Linked DNA regions of Zea mays: region 2 is linked to region 1. A link is a contact called in public Hi-C data. All regions are on one chromosome and are shown on one strand. The core of a region is the stretch at or near the end of the contact, and the rest is flanking DNA. Distances in the headings are between cores, read along the strand shown. Region 1 holds the start of LOC103635648 (PHD finger protein ALFIN-LIKE 5). Region 2 holds the start of LOC103635650.

Evidence for each region. A called contact is a pair of places that touch in the nucleus more often than the background predicts.
Region 2: a Hi-C map of leaf shows a contact between it and region 1, with 10 times the contacts expected there. The contact joins the promoter of LOC103635650 here to the promoter of LOC103635648 in region 1. A contact is called at or near these places in 6 of 25 Hi-C or Micro-C datasets (ear, leaf and tassel).

The regions. Positions count from the first base shown.
Region 1 is chr8:105,574,142-105,577,164 of Zm-B73-REFERENCE-NAM-5.0, reverse strand. It overlaps LOC103635648 (PHD finger protein ALFIN-LIKE 5), which reads right to left and starts at 1,275. Exons shown (of 5, transcript XM_008658054.3): 1 at 986-1,275; 2 at 855-887; 3 at 1-155. The coding sequence starts at 1,088. It overlaps LOC100281307, which reads left to right and starts at 2,741. Exons shown (of 6, transcript NM_001372496.1): 1 at 2,741-3,023. The coding sequence starts at 2,812.
Region 2 is chr8:105,733,470-105,736,568 of Zm-B73-REFERENCE-NAM-5.0, reverse strand. It overlaps LOC103635650, which reads left to right and starts at 1,541. Exons shown (of 3, transcript XM_008658056.3): 1 at 1,541-1,947. The coding sequence starts at 1,869.

The DNA of each region.
Region 1 (3,023 bases), core at 26-2,525:
AGCAACTAGCGCTAACCAATCCTTCTCATTCATGCCATCCCTAGCAAAGTTTATACCCAAAGCTGGTTCAGGGATCTCTGGAGGAACTTCCTCTGCTGGCAAAGTTACTTCCCATGTTTCGTTGGGGTAGCCATAAAGGCACAAGTTTTCCTTTTCTGTAAAAAAACGAATTAGTAGATACAAAGGACCGATGTTTTGTATTACTTGTAATTTACTCAGTGCAAGTGCTAGGCTTAAAAAGAAAAGGCTAGATGGATGCGCTAAAATACAAGATAGATGAAGCAATCAGACTCCTAAACTAATTCTATGGCACAATTGGCACAAAAAATTGGTTCACTGGCTTCACTAAAACAAAGAAGTAACTAACTCTAAGATATGTCATGAGTCATAACTCATGATCCTATGTTGCATTGCATTTATGGAATATGGTAGAAACAAAAAAAATCAACAAAGATACAACAACCTTGGCTACTTTTGAGTATAGAATCCCAGCACCCAAACCTGGAACTTCCCATAAATTCCTACATTTTCCAGTGCAGTATCAACGGCAAACATGAGTCAAAAGTCAAGCTAAACAATGCATGAACAATAAAATCCTCACGAATTCGAGGATTCCATCCAACCTTTTGCACAACCTACAATTGCAATCGCTCACCCGTCACCACACTCCAAACCATTAACATCGTCAACTGAAACCACAGGAGACCAGTACTAGGTTCCCATTTCCAGTACAGATAGTGTAAAATTTAGCTTCGGGACACCAAGCAGGGCGACCGAACGCCCTAACCCTAGCAACCAAACCAAGTCACTGACAGCGGCCCACAACCCTACGACAGATGATCGAGCGGACTCACCGGGGTCACACAGCTGGTAGAACTTCTCCACATCTGCGCAAACCATCAAACCAAGCAACACGTTAGAACCGGCGAAGCCGCCAGATAGGCAGGCGAAATCCGGAACAAAGGAGCGAGCGACGGTAGCATACCGTTGGTGAGGGCCTTGATCATGCCCGCGCGGCGGCCGCGGAAGTCGCGGAAAACCTCCTCCGCGGTACGGACGGAGTAGTGTGCGCCGGCGCCGGGGTCCATTTAGGGTTCCGGCAAGGAGGCAGCGACGGCGGAGACCAAGGGAGGAGGTGACTCGGAGGCAAGGGTGGGAGGAGACAGGACAAAGGGCCGCAGACCAAGGAGGGGTGAGGTTTTATTTTGAGAGAAAGTTGTGGTCATTTCCGGGGAGATTTTGTATTTTACTTCTATTTCACGGAATGAAGTGGGCGTTTCATAAAAGAACAGGATAAAGTAGAAAATAACAACAACAGAACACAAAACGTTTGCAAACAATTACTACTTTTTTATTTTCATTAAAAACTACTTTCTGAATCTTAAATAAGTACATATTTTATCCTATGAGGAATCAATTTTTTATTAATTTCGATCAAATATATTAAGAACATTAATATTTATAATAAATTAGTATTATTAAATTAAAATTAAAATATATTTTTATTATGAAATTATTTGGATACATTTTTATAGTAAAACTTAAAAATATTCAATTAATTAAAACTCGATATATGTATTTATTTTCGAAGAGACAATATATGTGCAAAGGATATTATTAGGGGGAAAGTCATAGCCAAAACGCATTAAGGATTCCAATGAGAAAAGTAAAATAGTGATCACCACTTCCAAGACACCATGTTATGGGAACCTCTCTTAGCATCAACCAAGGTAAAGGTTTGTACAGAAAGTCTTCAGATGAGTTACTAATAGACATAGGGCCCATAACCATAATACCCTATTCTAGAGGTGATATTGAGAATGTTAGGCTACTTCTAACTTACACAAATATCATCCTAAATATATTTTTTCTTAATAGAGCTGTGAAGGTAAATATTTTTTCTTCATTATTTTGATGAAATAAGGATTATTCGTCATGTTATTTTTTCCTCATCTTATTTCTGCTCTATTGTCTCAACACGCTTTTGCTTTTTTGTTCTTTCTTCTGTTAAAATTATAACTGTTGTGCAAACATTGATTAGATTTTACTGTGAAGTGCTGCACATATAAGTGTGGTAAGCTCTTTTCTGTATGGCATTACTTGGATATTTGTTTGGGATTATAATATGTTCAGATTATATATCCAATAAATTTTGAAATAAATGTTAGTTTAAAATTTGTTGTATTATATAATTTGGACATATTACAACCAAACAAACACCCCATTAGTGTACAAATGAAAATAAAATCCAAAACGATTATAGAATTTTCAATTTTCACACTAAGCAAGTTATTGTCTTTACTATATCAGCACGAGATATTAAACTACATAATCATTATGTACTAACATTTAATCGAATAATTTGGATGGACTAATATTGTACTAGTATAAAATAAATTTGAGATCAACATAACCATAAAATCGATGTATCAAACGTCGTTTGTAGCTAATTATTTAACTAACCTCACGAGCCATGTGACAAATAGTGATCACGAAGTACTTCCTCCGTTTTTTTATTTCTCGCGGTTCGGTTCGAAAATAAACTAGCGGACAATAAATATTCATTATTTCTCTTTCTTAGGGTTTAGTTCGAAAATAAATTAAATATTTAAATAACAAGGTTGAGGGCATTTTTTTTGTTTGTACGGCCGTACCCTCGTAACACAGAAACTGAAGAGGAAAAAAATCTAAACCGTAGAAAAACTGTAAGCTCACAGTCGCCTCCGGACAGCAACCGACGCGGAAAAATGCCAAGAGAGCGCAAACGTAACAGAACACCCGCGACAACCACTGAGCCGAGCGGGGGTGGATATGGCAGCGGTCGCCGCCCACCACCACCTCCACCCCTCCTCCGTCGCTGCCCGAACTCCAACACTTGGCCGACGCCACCGTTTCTCGTCGCTTCCTCTCGCCGCGCGGCCGTCCTCCCAAGGCCGTTTCAGCTTCCGAGCCGCGACCCGCGTCCTCACGCGCGCCGGAAGCACTGGCGCCAGCAGCGCCGCCTCGCCCGCCGCGACGACGGC
Region 2 (3,099 bases), core at 292-2,791, 160 kb before region 1:
CTTCTTTTGTTTGAATAAGTTTTCAACTTAAATTCTTTTTTTATATGTGTGACATTTATTCTCCGTAATATTTTTTCCATGAATCTGACTTGTGAGTAATTTTTATAAACCAACGCCAAAGATGAATTCATGTTTCTTACTTAGAAACCCCGAACAAACACCACTGGCAGGAGGCGCTCGCGTTGGCGTCGCTCATCGACGATGAGAAGAAGCTTGGCGACTGCCAGTTCGACCTCTGGAAGCAGTCCTACTTGGCCGCTCGCTATGTTCGGCAAGCTTCGGTGCAGCCGTCGCTTGGACGCAGTCCAGAGCGGCTACACTACTGTCCATATTCAAACGGGGGATCTCATAGTCGTCGCCAACGCCGGCGACTCTCGGGTTGTTCTGGGCACCGCATCCGACGACGGCGCCGTCACGCCATCTAGCTCATCATCCACCTGAAGCTCAACCGGCCACGTAAGTTGCTACTGACCGGCCATGAATTCTTGTGCGCTGGGACGACGGCTGTTGTTGATGTTGTGTGAGTGTCCTCGAACAAGATGTATGTAGACGAGTAGCACATCCGGAGGTGCAACGGCTAGGTGTACTACCTCGCTGATGAGCCCGGGGTGCACTTCGTTTAGCAGCCCAGCCAAAAGTCATCGGTACTTGCCATGTCGCGCGCGTTTGACGACTACTATATCAAAGACTGTGGCGTCATCTTAGCGACAGAGGTGACGCAGAGGAGGACCGACAACAATGACCACTTGCCATCGCCGAGGTAGCTTTTGTGCTGGTCTGCCTTTAATTCTCTTCGCAAACGCACACACTTGCCTTTTTGTTTAAACAAACATGTATGGTGGTGCATGCCTGATGACTGACGATGTATGAGGGAACTTCTACCGGTAGGTGTGGCACGTGCTCTCCAATGATGAGACCATGCAAATCATGATATATATCGAAGTCTGTATGATACTGATGGTTGCAATGTAGTAGTGGAACAGTTAAATTAAAATAACAAAATTTATGTATGGCTAGGATCACAAATGAATTATGAAATATTTTCTTATAACAATATAAGACACATTATATATAAAAGTTATTATGGTATTATATGTTTCCGTTGTAACGCACGGAGCACTCATCTAGTAGAAAAGAAAAGGAATAGATATCACTGTAAATAGATCACGGATAAAAACGTCAAACCAAACAGGCTCTAAGTGTACAACAGATGACATGTATTTACAAAAACTAAAACATCTTACAATTCGGTAGAGAGGGGTAAAGCTAAAGATAATGTTTTACCAGATGAAAATACTGGTCACGGCCTCACGGGGATGAAAATACGTAGAGGTCCTAGCTGAAGCGGCTGTTACTGTCATAGTTTAGCTAATGCGTTAGTGTTTTTCCCCAACAATTTGCATGGATTTTTACCAGAATCGTTTTACAGACTCACATAGCTTAGCTAATACTCAAACATTCTTTCTGCTTGCACTGCTCTTTTGACGACAACTTGCGCTAAAGTGGATTAGGTTGTTTCGCGCAACGAAACTTCAGACGCGTCATCGGTCGCTCCGGATCCCACCGTGGCCCACCAGCAGCGACACAACGCCGCCGAAAAGGACCATTCACCGGCAGCAATGCCATGCGGAGCCTTCGATGCGAACCAGCCGCGTCCGACCCGTCGCCACGGGCTACTACTACTACAAAAGCCAAGGCCAAACAGGCACGGCAAGTCGGCAACCACCGCACCACCAGCGCCAGGCCGCCAAGCGCCAGCACCACCGCGCCGCGCCCAAGCAGGCAAGCACCACTGACCCACCAGGCCACCACCCCACCGCTTCGAGCCGAGGGAGAAGGCGGCGCGGGGCGGCGCGCTCAGGTCGGAGATGAGGGGCGGATCCAGACGGGCCTCGGTCGCCCTGTTTCTCCTCGCTGCGTCCGGGATCTGTGCCCAGTTCACCGCAGGTTCGCGCTCTCGATATGCTTTGGTCGTTGGATTCGGGGCTGTTGCGGGAGAGGGTCACAGCGAGATGTAGTTGAAGGTCGAAAGCGGGGCGGGGATTAGGGAATCGTTACCACGATTATTTTTCTTGAATATATTCCGATTCCCTGCTGTGTTTTGTGAGTCTAATTGAATTGTGGACGGCACTCTCGTTGACAATCATTGGGTGTGGGTGGTTAGGACTTAGGAGGGATGAGTTTGCCGTCTCCGGTGGGACTTTGTTAAGTTATATATATGACGAGCAGGTTATATGCTGAAGTTTGGGAAATTGGAGCCTTGTTCGTGGCGTGAGCACTGATTTCAGCATTCGTACCCGCTAATATCCTTACAATAGTCGGTTGGATCGAACCATTGGGAAAATGAAATTCTTTTGGGATTCAAAATGTAGAAAGGATAATACTTTGCACTAAAACGTCACTCCTTAGATCCAACTTTGTCTTTCTGCTGCAGCATGTTTCTGACCCTGAATAAAATTGAGGCGCTTCTCGACGTTACTGAGTTATTTCTTGTAGTTCAGACAGTTGTGTGGCGGGATAGTCTAGTAGTAGTAGAAGATGTATCATTTACCTGTTAAAAGGCTAAGTCCATGCCTTGCCTTATAGGATTGCAGGATCACCCAATCACCATTTGTACTACTAGGTGCAGTGAGGCTGGTCATTCTTTTGTCTTAGGAGCTATATCACACTGGCTATGTATTGTCTCGTTTTGACTTCCTTTAAGCATATGCCATTGTCATATTTCACCCATGCTAGATTTCACTTATGTCAACTACTCAGCTTACAGATATTCTAATCTAGAGGTTGTAGAGCCGCATCGTTGGTCCTTCTTTCAGATAAAGTTATGAAAGTTAAATGTAGAGGCCTCCCTTAACACAATGAAAATCATTTTGGCCCAGAAAAAAGATTGAAAACGCAACTGATGCACCTTAAATATTCTAAATTTTGGATTGGCGTGTTAATAACACAGACCTCCTATATTATTACTTCCTAGAACCTTGAGTCTGGAAAAAGGAACAAAGACCACACAACTCTTGCTATAATTTCGGTTCTTCTAACTTCAAAGTGATGGAATTTGGGTTTGCCCATTATGGGAAAAAAACTTGATGGGGATCTCAG